Regions from separate parts of the Sus scrofa genome. Here all the other regions are linked to region 3. The links are chromatin contacts, called in public HiChIP or PLAC-seq maps. All regions are on one chromosome and are shown on one strand. The core of a region is the stretch at or near the end of the contact, and the rest is flanking DNA. Distances in the headings are between cores, read along the strand shown.

What was found. HiChIP or PLAC-seq counts read pairs in DNA pulled down with a chosen protein or histone mark.
Region 1: a contact with region 3 is called in an H3K27ac HiChIP or PLAC-seq map of alveolar macrophages. The contact joins two enhancer-like sites. A contact is called at or near these places in 2 of 47 Hi-C or Micro-C datasets (blood and embryonic fibroblasts) and 1 of 2 datasets of contacts at active chromatin or transcription factors (alveolar macrophages).
Region 2: a contact with region 3 is called in an H3K27ac HiChIP or PLAC-seq map of alveolar macrophages. The contact joins two enhancer-like sites. A contact is called at or near these places in 1 of 47 Hi-C or Micro-C datasets (embryonic fibroblasts) and 1 of 2 datasets of contacts at active chromatin or transcription factors (alveolar macrophages).

What each region holds. Positions count from the first base shown.
Region 1 is chr14:35,838,109-35,842,569 of Sscrofa11.1, forward strand. All of the region lies in intron 4 of C14H12orf49 (UPF0454 protein C12orf49 homolog), which reads left to right. Among named protein-coding and RNA genes, the nearest start is that of C14H12orf49, 130 kb to the left of the region's middle. Within about 2 kb of position 1,828, at least 27 of the 83 cell types and tissues checked have an H3K27ac peak or open chromatin away from gene starts, as enhancers often do. A contact at or near this core is called in alveolar macrophages, where this site is marked.
Region 2 is chr14:35,855,970-35,860,906 of Sscrofa11.1, forward strand. All of the region lies in intron 4 of C14H12orf49 (UPF0454 protein C12orf49 homolog), which reads left to right. Among named protein-coding and RNA genes, the nearest start is that of C14H12orf49, 150 kb to the left of the region's middle. Within about 2 kb of position 1,547, at least 11 of the 83 cell types and tissues checked have an H3K27ac peak or open chromatin away from gene starts, as enhancers often do. A contact at or near this core is called in alveolar macrophages, where this site is marked.
Region 3 is chr14:35,991,132-35,995,719 of Sscrofa11.1, forward strand. The region is part of intron 5 of C14H12orf49 (UPF0454 protein C12orf49 homolog); the gene reads left to right. Among named protein-coding and RNA genes, the nearest start is that of MED13L, 68 kb to the right of the region's middle. Within about 2 kb of position 2,715, at least 38 of the 83 cell types and tissues checked have an H3K27ac peak or open chromatin away from gene starts, as enhancers often do. A contact at or near this core is called in alveolar macrophages, where this site is marked.

The DNA.
Region 1 (4,461 bases), core at 578-3,077, 150 kb before region 3:
TTGACCCCTGGGAATTTCCCTGATTTCCTTAGAAAGTTATTATTTATTTCCTTAGAAAGTTATTCCTTAACAGTAATTATTATATTATTTATTTTATTTTATTTTGTTTTCCCACTGTACAGCAGGGGATCAAGTTATCCTTACATGTATCCATTACATTTTATTTATTTATTTATTTATTTATTTTTATTTTATTTATTTATTTTTTTGCTTTTTAGAGCCGCAGCATATGGAAGTTCCCAGTCTAGGGGTTGAATCAGAGCTACAGCCACAGCAACTCAGGATCCCAGCCGCTCCTATGACCTACACCACAGCTCATAGCTATGCCAGATCCTTAACCCACTGAGGGAGGCCAGGGATCCTCATGAATCCCAGTCAGGTGCATTACTACTAAGCCATGGTGGGAACTCCCAGTAATTATTCTTTTCAACATTCCTGTTTAGTAGGAGGAGGATTTCAGTTCATCTCCCCATTGTACACCTGAGGAAACTGAGGCCCAGAGAAGTTAAATGGCTGACCCCAGGCCATGCAGGTAGTAAGTGGCAGAGCCAGTATTCAGACCCATTTTCTAACACACCACGTTCAGCTACCTCAGTGAATGGTGGCTGGTTAATGAGGTCACACACCTGCATCTCTGTCTGTGGCAGAGTCTTATCTCGAACTAAGGAGCCCAGCTCCTCCCTAGACCCCGGAGTCCTTGAGGCACCATCCTACTTCCTGGTAATTACTAAGACCAAAAGAAAGGGAGCCTCAGTGTTTATATAAGGCACCTTGCAACCGAGATGCTGAGAATGTGTCTTCAGTCTGGACGAGGGGAAAGGGGCAGTGGGGAGAAGATCTGGCAAATGGAAGCCATGGGTGTTAGTTCCCCGTGGTTTCCATAGCACATCCTTGTGTTCCTGTCCTGGAGCTGCATGACTGCAATCTTCCTCCATCTTCACCTGGCCTTCCCATTGGGTTTCTATGTCTCCTCTGCGAGTCCAGTCTTTGCCTCACTCTTATAAGGACACCTGTCATTGGATGTAGAGCCCATCCAGGTATTGCAGGATGACCTTGTCTTGAGATCCTTACATCTGTTACATCTGTAAAGACTTAAAGACACTTCTCCCAAGTAGGGTCACATTCATGGGTTCAGGGGGGTTCAGATACTGACATCTCTCTTTTGGGGGGACGCTACTTAACCTGCTACTGTGAAAAAGCTGCCAAACTCTGCTCCATCTCTGAGCTGTGTCTGATGAAGCGAGAGCCACAGGGTTGGTTGAGTGAGCGAGCTGTGGTGGGTTTTTGACGGTGCATCTTTTGTTGTTTTGTATTTTTCTCATTTGTTTTGAGGTTTTCTGCCCTCTTTTCTGGAAGGTGTAGGATGCTCAGTGCTGGGCTCTGTGGTTATTTTCGCCCAACAGCTGTGTTTCCGGTGAGCAGCTGGGGGATGCTTCTGACTCAGCAGAACTGTAGCAGTAACCGTCAAGAAGCTGTTCAAGCAAGGCTAGAAATAAAGAAGCAGTTTCTTCCCCTGCGTCCCCTCCTCCTTTCACTTCCCCACCCGCGGGGACCTTTTGAAAGTCTCAACAAAGCACTTCTGAAAAAACCACTGCTTCGACCAGTACGCTCAAGGCCCTGGTGAAGGTAGCCCTCAGCTAGGCTTTCTGAAGGCAGATGGATTCCAAAAAAGACTCTGCCAAACCAGCCTGGCTTTGTGTTTCAAAGGCCCCTCCCAAGATGCCCCCACCCCCTCCCCACGCGGCTTGTGTCTCACAAGTTTCCCACAGGTCTGAGCAGTGAAAGCAGAGGCGGTCGGGACTTCTGTGGTTTTCCAAGGTGTGGCCACAAGGGCCAGGGTATCTCCGTTCTGCAGCCTGTCTGTTTTTAAAAGGTAATGATTTCACCCTGGGCCTGGGAGGCAGCTCCAAAATTCTTCCCACTGGAGAGAGGCCCTGGAAGTCCTGCCCGCGTCAGGAAGGGAACCAACCGGAAAAAAATCCACGTCTTGGAGAGCCAACCCCTGTGCATGCTGGTGCCTGCAAAAGGCTTACGGGAGAGCAAGACAGCTGCATTCTGAGCCCTGTTGCTGCTGTTCCGAGAAAGAAAGGAACAAATAAATTTAGCTCCGTCCTACGCATCCTTCACAGCTGCTTATTGACCAAACAGAAAGAGACCTTTATTTCAACCCTGGCTTCTCAGCTTTTTTGCCTGATGAAGTCTGCCATGGCCCTTTACAAGAGGCCTTTCTAGGAGGTGACTGACCCCAGTCGCCTTTAGCTCCCAGCTAGAGGTTTTACAAGAAGCTCAAGTTCAAGGTGTTAGGTGCCTTTTGCCTTCCTGAAACAAAATGGCGGCCGTAAATGTTTCCATATGGGCCTCAGCTCCTAGAATTTCTAATGTATTTCTTTGGAAGGCTTGACTGCTCTGAGGCCAGCCTAGAGCTCCCAGAGCCATTCGTTTAATAGCACCATTTGTGGAAATAAAGAACTCGCTGACTGGGTTTGCAAGTTAAGAGATTGGAACAAAGCACTGAAGAGGTGTCATGGGGCTCACCAGCATGGAGGGGTTCCTCTGGGATGGGGAGTGGGGGCAGCAAGCCGAGAACTTCAGTCAGACAGATCCGGATTCAAGTCCTAGCTCTGCTACCTAAGAGCAGGGGACTGATTGGAGTTCCTGTAGTGGCACAGTGGTTAACAAATCCGACTAGGAAACATGAGGTTGTAGGGTTGGATCCCTGGCCTCGTTCAGTGGGTTAAGGATCCAGCATTGCCTTGAGCTGTGGTGTAGGTTGCAGACATGGCTCAGATCTCGTGTTGCTGTGGCTCTGGTGTAGGCCGGCGGCTACAGCTCTGATTTGACCTGGGAACCTCCATATGCCGCAAGAGCGGCCCTAGAAAAGGCAAAAAGACCAAAAAAAAAGAAAGAAAGAAAGAAAAGAGCAGGGGCCTGATAGCCAAGGAGAGCCAGTTCCTCACCTGGAAGCAAGGTGTTAGCCATGGCATTGAGCCTCTCTGAGCCTCGTGAAGCAGCAGTCATGATATAGGACTGTCATGACTGATGTGACATCATGTACTGAACATGCCCAACCTGGTCCTGAGGTGCCCGGATGGCATGCAGTGCATCTGGTTCACCTGCCTAGCCCATTTCCCTTGCTGTCTGGTCAGGCATTCCACTCTGTCTTCTCTATAAGGATTTGAGGCTCACCTTACTCAAGTTTGGCCCGGGCTTATGGCCCAGGCCTGATCACGGAGACTCTTGCACACCCCTGGCTATAGTGACTAGTTCCTGGATGTGCATTAGACCCAAGCACAGGGCATCAGGGTTGTCTTTAGGGATGTTGGTGGAATTATTGGGGTGAAGAAAATCTTTCTGCTGGGTTTCCAAGTGGACACATTTTAAACATAGTGCTGCCGGTGGCTCTCTTTACATAAAGGAAGGGAGACTCTGCCTGAGAAGGAAGCAGCACAGAGGGAGATGTACATGGAGGGACCGTTCTGACCATCTCAGCCCCTCTATCCATCACCACGTGAACTTCACAGTTATATGGGCCAAAGCCCTTTTTGGTTTAAGCTACTCTGAGTTATGTTCTCTCTCTTTCTTGGAATCAGATGAAGCCTAAGTATTGCATACCTCAATACGTACTTTTTGAACTTGGATTTACTTGTGGCCTCATCCAGAACCAAGAGGTTTGCAGAGGACTGCTCAGTGCCCCTCCAAGAAGGAGAGTCTGCGAAGTCTGTCTTGTGGTACACTGATTTCCTTTGGGCCCCTCTCCAGATAGGGAGGCAACATAGTGAAAGAAAAAGGAAGGAGTTTTAGGGCAAAGCAGATTGAGCCCAAATCTCTTCTCCATCACTTATTAGACCCTGGGCAGGTAACTTACTCCCTGTGATCCTGTTTTCTCATCTGTGGGATGGCATAATCATACTACCTGTGAGTCGCAGGGTATGTAGGTACCAGACTCTAAAGCCAGCATGAAAGCAAAAACATCCATGAAAAACCCCTTAGACTCTCCTCCCCTGAAGGGCTGAGAAATCTTGTTCTAGAATCACACATAATGCAGACAGCTGCTCATCACGGGAAAGGCTCCCCATATTGGAGACTGTAGGTGAGCTGGTCCACACATTCCATTTCCAAGCTTTTCCTGTGTGACAGGTCCATCTAGGGATAGGACAGGTGGCGCTGTCCACACCTTCTCAATGAGCATTTCCCTCTTTTCTATTTGGCCAGCAGCATGTGGTTGAATTGGTGTAAGGTAAAGGGTGCAGGGTATGCCAGCCCCTGCTTCTGTCTCTAGAGAATTGCTGTGAGCATCACCAAGGGCCCTGTGTAGAATGGGCTATGTATGAAGCAAACCCTTAGGCATCGCACTTGCTACTTTTATTATTTTCACACCTAGGGCAAATCTTGTGCGTAGTAGATGCTCAGCGTGAGTTTGCTGAATTGCCTTACAATCATTATGAGTGCCCAGGCCTTGTG
Region 2 (4,937 bases), core at 297-2,796, 140 kb before region 3:
TTTCCTTACCCGAATTACCCGTGTTCCACCAGCACCTTGCGAGCCTTCTCTCTCTGGAATCCCCTGTGTGTTTGCTGGAGACACCAGGCAAGAAAGTGTAGGAAAGGAGAAAGGAAGCAGAGAACTTTCTGTCTGTTTGGGTACAGGTGCGGCTACAACTACATCTTCCGTATCTAAAACCCTCATCATGCACCTCGCGTAGCAATGTAACCAAGAGCTCACACTCTTGACTCTGATTGCCAGAGTCTGGAGCTGGTGAGCACCTTGGAGAAATTAATCCATCTCTCTGCAGCTTCCTCTCCTCATCTGTAAAATGAGGATGAGAATAGTACCTTCTGTATGGGGTTCTTGGGAGGATTCAGTGAAGCAACACCTGTCAAGCACTTAGCACATGGTTTCAGGAACACTGTAAGCACTCAAAAAGTTTAGCTGTGATGATTAGCAGTGACCAGTGCTGCAGAGAAGTGGGTTTGAAATGTGCAGCAGGGCTGGTGCCTGGAGACGAGCTTTCCAGACACGGGAGAGCAGAGCAGAGAAGTTGTTTGTAAACATCTTACACAGAAGCACATGGCTTACTCATGTAAGTTTTTCTGGGATGGTGATGTAAGCTCAGCGTACGAGGCGGGGAGTAGCAGAATCTGGCTGTTTTTCTCCATTCTGGCAGAGTTTTACCTACCGGGAGAGTCCCCAGTGTCTGCTTATATACCCAGAGATCAGAGAAAAAGCCACACAAAGTTTCCCTCTTTCTGCTCTGCTCTGGGAAGCCACTCCATCCGTGTTAAGATCTGCACCCTTTAGCTAACCAGTCAGGGATGTACGGCAGGGGTATGTGTGTTGGTCTTGTCCGCCGGTCTCTAACATGGATCTCTCCAGGCTGCGGTGGGAAGGGCAGGACAGGGGAATCCTGAGGTGTTTTTTTCTTAGACTCTGCACGTTGTTGCTGTCCACGTGGCCTTGGTCAGACTCTCGCCCTTTCTGGCTATTGTTCCTTATTTATGAATGAGTGAGTGAGTGGGCAAGGGTTACAGAAAATCACTAGATTTGCAAGTTTTAAAAATATGAGGAACTGTTTGTTTAAATAAATGTGTACACAGGAACTGAATATACAAAAGGACATGGGAATTGCCAGGTGCTTGAAATAGGGGTGGGGGTCCTAGAGTCCCAGCCGTTGAGCTTCTGTCACCCTTCCTTTCTTGCTCCCCTCCACTGTCTTCTTCCTTCCAGGAGTGCCCAGGGGGCACATTTTGAAAACTGCCAACTGGAATGAGTTCATGGGGTAGGGGCAGGGCTAGAGTCCCAGGGCTGGATAGAGCATGAGGGGGGTGCCCACAGTAGTCTCCAGCATTCTCCAGAGGCGGAATGTGGATCTGTGTGAGCCCTTTCCTGGCAGCAAGTACAGGACACCATGACTTTCTGCCCACCCAGTATCCATTCCTCCTTCTGGAAAGGGCATCCCATGTTCTTTGGGGGAACTATTCACTCTCAGTCAGTCCCTGTGGTTTGCTAGCTTCAACAGTGAACACGTGATTGGGGCCTGGGCGGTCAGATCATTCCATCTGCCTTGCCCTAGTCACTGGTTGAGCAACGGGCACCACCAGACCTGGCTTGTACAGAGGCAACCAGGAGAAAGCCTTGAATTGATTCTGCAAAGATGTAAAACAGGTAGAGAGAGCCAATCTGAAATTGAAATTAAACAGGGAAAAGCAGAGCCCAAGAGATAGGGAGAGGCAAATTCCCTGAAGACCTAAAGGAGAGCCTGGATCCAGCCATGCTTGAAGCTAATGTAGCCCTTGCTTCTCAGTGAAAAATGCCAATACACTTTTGATCTGGCTTAAGTCCCTTCAAGTTAGGAGTTTGTCACTTTGCAACTGAAACTTCCTGACTAATACACATGTAATCCCTTTAGGTTTCAGTTTTCTCATCTACTGTGTATTTCTAAAAATCCATAAACCTCACTTTTAAGAGGATCTATAAACACATGTATTCTATCACAGCAGCAAGACATTAGCAAGAGTGGTTAAGTATTTTGAATATGTATTAGTTCAAAGGAAAGCAAAACAAGAGTTGGTTAATATCAGTTTACTTTATTCTCTCAATGAAGGTGCGAGGAGCAACAGACAAATAAATATCCATTATAAATGGGAATGGAGAAAGCAGGAGGAGGCCCCAAATGCCAGGAGAATGCATAGAAAGCCTTAACTTTGAATTTTATTTCAATTAGATAGTGGGGAGGGGGTTGCAGGGAACTAAGGTTCCCACAATTCTGCAGGCGGGCTAAGCCCAAGGGAAACGCTGCCAGTCATATTACACACACCCCCTCCCTCCCAACCGCCTCCCCCACCCCCGCCCTAGGTTCCTGGGGCCAGGAAAGATCTAGGGGAAGCGTTGAAGGGATTTGTCTTAGAGCATAAGCTTGGGAGGCCAGAGGTCAACAACTGTGGATGAGCCCACGACAAGCCACTGCAGCTCATGGCCAGCAGTGTGCACGTGGCCTAATCTTCCCTGGACAGACACAGGCCAGCCTTTTGAGGCCCAGGAGAGCTGTTTCTTGGGATTGCCATCTCAGAACGCTATTGTGGTCTGCTCAGGAACCCTTGAAATCGAAAGCCCCAAGCTCCCCTTGTCACTGCCAGCGCACATAAATACCACCAGGGGGGATTTCCCACGGAATTTTTTGCAACCACTCAAATGTTTCATTTCCCATTGTTTGCCAGCCCCTCTCGGAGCCTCAACTGTCAAAGCAGCAGCAAACACAGGCTGCTTTCCCCCCAGGACCCCACTGCACTCACTCTCACTCCCCCTCCACTCGGGAAGCTGGCTTTGGCAGGATGTGATCAGCTCAGCCAGGGAATAAGGTCTGTTAGTCAACTAGTGAAGCAAGTCAGCAAAGGGAATACCCAGCCCTATCCAGCCCACCCTGCTGGGGAGGCACGGCTCTGTGCCATCCCCCTGGTTATTAGTATAATCATGGCAACTAATAATTATATTTATAGAACAAAATCCCTTCCACAAATCCAAGGCACTTGACAAAATATACAATGCAGCTGTTATAATTTTTTTGCTTTTTAAATATGGTCTCAAATCATTTTTTTCCTGACCCAGCATGTTTTAATGGAATTCTAAGTTGTATTCCATACATTCATGCTTAGAAAGGATCATCTTTATTGACTGATTGAAGACATCTGTTTTAGACAGATGCTGTGCTGGGCATTTGAGGGACCCAAATACCATAAGGAGGTATAGAGATTTTAGGGAAGTGTAGAGACTTCAGGGCCACATAGGATGGGGTGTGATAAATGGGGAGTTTATCTGGAGGATATTGGTCCGAGGGGCAGAGAGGAGTAGCCAGAGCAGACAGGTCTGTGATCTCTCACCAGCTGGCACTGAGTACACGTAGTACATATAACCCTGGACACCCAGACAAGGCTGGACACATGTGGAACAGCTGATTCTGTGAGGATCAGGGATATACCTGTAAACATCCATTCACCAGGGCTTGCCCTTTGCACCATAGAGGTTGCCCTAGTAATGAATTTATTCATATAGCCATTCATTCACTCATCCATGAAAGCCACAAGTATTTACTGATTTCTTTAAGATGTGCCAAGTCAAGGCCATGTGCTGGGGACACAGAGGTGACCAAAATCAACTTGCCTTTCTTCCTAAAGTTTCCATTCCTGCGGGACAGACAGCCGTTAAACAAATGCCTAAGAAACACACAATACAATAAAGAACAATCAAATAAATACACATATGAGAATCTTCCTGCCCCTCTTTAACTGATCTCCCACTTTATGTCAAGTGCTATGGGGGCCACAAATTTGAATGAATGAATGCCTTGTGCAGCAAAACCCCAAGGACCAGCCAGAACTCCTGACAGAAAGAGGCCAGACAGAGGTGACAATGGCTCTTTGCAGTTTACACGGCACTTTTTACACCATGGGCACTCTGGATCCTGCCAGCGAGACTGGCTGGCTGCTTAGGAGTTATTCTCTCCACTTCCCACGGGAGGAATCCTAGGCCCTCAGAGATAAAGGGACTGGCTGCCTGAGATCAAACAGCTAGAAAGGCCAGGAATGCTATGCCTATTTTTGCAATGACCAAAGCAAGGCAAGGTGGCCATTTTATTTTCCCAAAGTCACACTATATGTCAGAGCAGAGGAAACATAGGGCAAAATTCCACGCTGAAGGAGAACAGGCGATCTTGAGACAAGCATGTCTCATAAAGTAGAGATTGAGGGAGATTTTAACACAGGGCATGAATTCCAATTCACATCTCTCCAAACAGGACCTCTCCTCTCAGCCTCCCCATGGGTGGGTTTAAGTTTGGCTAGAGCATGATCTGAAGTCACTAACATTTATTGACCCCTCTGATATTCCCAGACATCATAATATTAAAACTCCCATTTTCCAGATGAAGAGATTGAATCCCTGACCACACACAACTAGACAGCAGCAGAACCAGAATTTCAACTGTGGTCCGTCTGATACTGGGACCTGTGGAGCCTCTGATGCCCAGAGCTGCCTCCCTGCAGGGGGCCTAGGAGTCCTGGCAACAGGATGCTGGGGGGAGGTGGCCTGGGGAGGCAGGGCTGGGGGTTTGAGGCTGCAGTACTGCCCAGGAATGCAGCCCAGCCCGCCCACTTTTTAACAAGGTGGCATCCCTGACAGACACCCTTGTCCTTTTCCTGTGCTGGCCTTCATAACACAATAAATAAACCCTTAGAGAAACGTGACCTGAGCCAGGCAGTAAATGATGGCACTGTCAGTTGTACACGACTGTTGAAACAAACACAGACTGTAATCATCGTGCTGTACGGGGAGAAAGACATTTGGCAAATGAGATTCCATTTTCACATTGGTTTGTGCTGAGCATATAAATTTCCTGCGGGCCGGCCAGCGTTGGGGATGTGTAATTGATTGCCTGCATTATAATA
Region 3 (4,588 bases), core at 1,465-3,964:
AACACAACACTCAGGTTCATGAGGCAGACAGATAAACATAGGCAACAGTGTGACAGATGGTAGGAGTTTTACAAATGCAGATTTCCTTCCTTGCATCCCCTGTGGTTCTCAGCACAGTGCCCACGAGGACATGGAAGGTGTGGGATCAAGGAAGGAAGCTGGGGGTGGGGGGGTGGGACTGGCAAAGAACGAACAGAGCCCAGCTGGGGTTTCTGAACAGGTGGGCGGGCTCACAGACTCCACACACAGTCAGGATCTGGCCTAGAAAGGAGGCCGACTACTTGGCTGGATTGGAATCCCTTCTCAGAGTGGCAGGTGGCAGGTGCATGCTGCCTGGTTAGCAGGTGCTTGTGGCTGGCAGTGTCAACAGAGGCTCAGAATTGTTGGAGAGCTCGCCTCTCCATTGTCCCCACATTCCACCAGAGGCCAGGGAAGAGAGCCCATCTCTTCCATTGTGGGTTGTCTAGAATTAACTAATATTTGCTATGAGCATTTACTATGCACATAGACCCTGTGCATAAAACATCCACACAACAGAAAGAGACTTTCATTCTCATATTACACATGGGAGAAAAAAGTCTCAGAGAGGCAATATTAGTTGCCCAGCCCTATCTGACCTCAACCCCCTTGATTTGGTCCCTGTGCTGCACCACTCCAGAACAACCAATCTCCTCTATCTGTCACCTGCATGGCATCACAGCAACCCTTTCCCTCCTCTACCATCCTAGTAGAAGGAACCAATGTAGTTCCCATCCTAGTACTGGGAACTAATGTAGCCCTAAACCCCTCCTTGAGAGTAAGAATAAGCCTTGCCCTGTGGTTGGATGTATAAATGAGGACTCTTTTTACTACATTAACAAATACTCAACTCAATCTGACTTATATCGAAATGAAAATATATTGGCTTCATTAACCAAAATGTTCAGGGAAATTAGTTTTAGGCACAGCTGGATCCAGGTGCCCAAACGTTATCAGAAATCTGTCTCTCTCTTTTAGCTCATCTTTGTTTGTTTGTTTCTTGTTTTGACTTCATTGGGTTTTGTTTTGTTTTGTTTTTTGCTTTTTAGGGCCGCACCAGTGGCATGTGGAAGTTCCCAGGCTAGGGGTGGAATCAGAGCTGTAGCTGCTGGCCTCCACTTGACTTCATTGTTTAATAGCAAGAATGGTCATCATCAGCTCCAAGGCTGCCTCCTATAAGTTTAGCAATCTCAGTGAGAAAAGAGAGCCCCTATTCCCAGAGAGTTCCTATCATGGTCCCAGGATTGACCATCACCGGACCTCATGTGCATGACATGCCCAGTCCCGATCAGTCACTGTGTAGCCAGGAGAATGGGAATCACAGATTGGCCAGGCCTGGGAACACGTGTCCACCTCCAGAGTTGGGGACAAGGGATCCTCTTCCATCTAGAGTAAGGCTGTGAGGGTGGGATGATACCCCAAAGGAAAAAAATGGATGGTATTACCAGGAGATAAAATGGTATCTGGGGAGTTCCCTTTGTGGTGCAGTGGAAACAGATCTGACTAGTATCCATAAGGATGCCAGTTCAATCCCTGGGCTCACTTAGGGGTTAAGGATCCAGCGTTGCTGTGAGCTGTGGTGTAGGTCACAGATGCGGCTTGGATCTGGTGTTGCTGTGGCTGTGGTGTAGGATGGCAGCTGTAGCTCCAATTTGACCCCTAGCCTGGGAACCTCCATATACCAAGAGTGCAGCCCTAAAAAAAAAAAGAATCTGGACAGGAGTTCCCTGGTGGCTCAGCAGGTTAAGGATCCAGCATTGCCACTGCTGTGGCTTTGGTTACTGCTATAGCACGGGTTCTATCTCTGGCCTAGGAACTTCGGCATGTTGTGAGCACAACCAAGAAAAAAAAACGTATGTGGACAAACCAAACAAACAACATAGAATGTCTCCTCCTGCCCCTCTCACCCCAAAACATTTCAGCTGCATTACATCTCTACCTGTGCCAATTTGGAAAGGGGGAGATTCCCTGTGGTGAGTGATGCTGGAAAAATTACCAGTGGCCCTAGGAGACCAAATAGGAGCCACCAGACATTTCAAGGGCAGCGGTTTGGGAAAGACAAGCTTTCAGGGCGTGTGAAGCTTGACGTTATCTATTTTGTTATCTCTATAGAAGCTTTCTTTCTCCATTCTAATGACTTCAGCTCTTCAGAGGTATTGAAATTGGAAACTTCACATTGAGAGGCCAATTGCCAGAAGCTCACAAGTCAGAGAACTTGATTCCTTCTTTGCCTTGAACCTGGAATAGAGGTAGGGAAAAGTCAGGGGTCCCCCAACCTCTTATGACTGTTTCTTTAGCTTTGGAGTCAAGATCACAGCCAAAGACTTCCACTAGCTGGCTCAAAGAGTTTGGGTCAGGCTGGGGCTTCTCAGAAACCACCAAGCTGCAGAGGTTCATGAAATCCCCATAGCTTACTTGGAATTCACAGCTTTCCCTCATGTCATTTTTTGTTCAAAACCCCAGTCAACCCTAAGTAAAGGGACAGAGCCGCCACACAGAGAACAAAATGCTCTTCCGCTCTGAGCCCTTCAGCTCTGGCTGTACATGAGCACTTTTTTTTTTCCCGTAACACAGGAAATTCAGAAAACCAGCACCAGCTCACTTTTTTTAAAAAGGGGACTCACACATACAAGAAATAATAATAAAACCTTTTCAAACTAGTCCAGAAACTTGCCCACAGCACTTCTGGCCACGTTTGGGCTGGGCCTTTGTGACGTCACGCTAGCAATCAGCCAATGGGCCGGTGGCTCCAAGTTCCTAATCTGCATATTGCCTTGCATTGGTTCAAATTTCAGGACCATCTGTATTGTGGTGGTTTCTTTATATTCAAGGTTACCCACATCAGGCAGAGGGACAAACTCCACTCCTGGCCTTTCTTGCCCAAGGATCAGAATCAAGACAGTCAGTCCTTTCTGGGAAAGGGGCCTCGTGGAGGTTATGAAATCCAGTGGGGTGTGGAAGGAGAAAGTGTTGGCAGTCCAGAAGGGATGGAAGCAGGAGGTGGCTCCTTGACCCCGTCCTTCCTTTCCTGACTCCACCAGCACCTCCCTTGCATTTCCCAAGTGATTTAATTATCTATTCTTTGTCTCAAGGACTGTCAGCCCCGAAATTTGGGTGAGGAGAAATCAGACACAGGTTATTTAAATTATTATGCCTGATTTTATCTTGCTGACTGGTAGCTCAGGCATGTGAATTGAACATGCAAATGTGAGCACAACAACATGCATAATTTAAGAGCCTCAAATTAACAAAGGGGAAACAATTGAGTAATCTTACTGCTTTCTCTGAAGCCCAGTTTTCCGAGACTGTTGTAACTTTTTTTTCCCAGCTGTCTGAAAGGAGGACTTGGAAAACAGAAGGATTTGAAGCAGAAGGGTGTATGTAGCTACTGATGGCAAAGAAAAGAAAGTAGGAAGATTTCGATATTAAAATGTAGTTACATTTCACTTAGGTATCATTTAATTTGGATCTGGTGTAAATAATCTCAAACAAGCTTCCCTTTACTTTGTGCTATCAACAAATATGGCATCTGGGAGTTCCCGTCGTGGCGCAGTGGTTAAGGAATCCGACTAGGAACCATGAGGTTGCGGGTTCGGTCCCTGCCCTTGCTCAGTGGGTTAACGATCCGGCGTTGCCGCGAGCTGTGGTGTAGGTTGCAGACGAGGCTCGGATCCCGCGTTGCTGTGGCTCTGGCGTAGGCTGGTGGCTACAGCTCCGATTGGACCCCTAGCCTGGGAACCTCCATATGCCGTGGGAGCGGCCCAAGAAATAGCAACAACAACAACAACAAAGACAAAAAGACAAAAAAAAAAAAAAAAACAACAACAACAAAAAAAACAAATATGGCATCTGATAGAGCTCTGTTTCTCAACTCCCAAGGTTTTGATTTGACAGGTCTAGGCAGAAATAAAGACATTTAAACAGGTATCCCAAGTGTTTTCTGCCAGAAGAGGACTACACTTGAGAAGCTCTGTCTTGATTTTTAAATATTTACCCCAATGGTCTTCACAAACTATTGAAATAGCTCAGCAACTGAAATACTTTAGCATGAAAATTATCTCTTTGATTGTCTACTATACCCAAAAGCTGTGCAGAAACCCCTACTCTAAACACTCAAAGAACTGAACCTGACACAGGAGCCACCCTAACTATGAAGAGAGGTGGAACAATCATGACAATGTGTGTTGAGGACCTCATACCACAGGGCTTAACTGATCAAGGGCTGCAGTGCTGGTTCTGATATTGCCGGAGATGCTGCTCCCAGCCCACGATTGAGCACAGCAGCTGTACTCCAAGGGCCTTGCCAAGCCTTCCCTAGATGCGCAGTGGTCTAGGATGCTTCCCACAAGACCTTCCTTCCCTCTCTTCTTCACTGGGGCTCTGATGGTCCTCCTAACTTCCCTGACTCCATCCCTGGTTTTTCTCACATGAACCTTTCCCCTAAGAAGAAACTTCTGCTTTGAATCCCATCAGGTTTTGACAAAGAACTTAATAGTATAACAGAGGTGGCATTTTTGGACCTTCTTTTATTGAGATGCTACTTCCCCTGCACTTTGTCCACCTTATATTC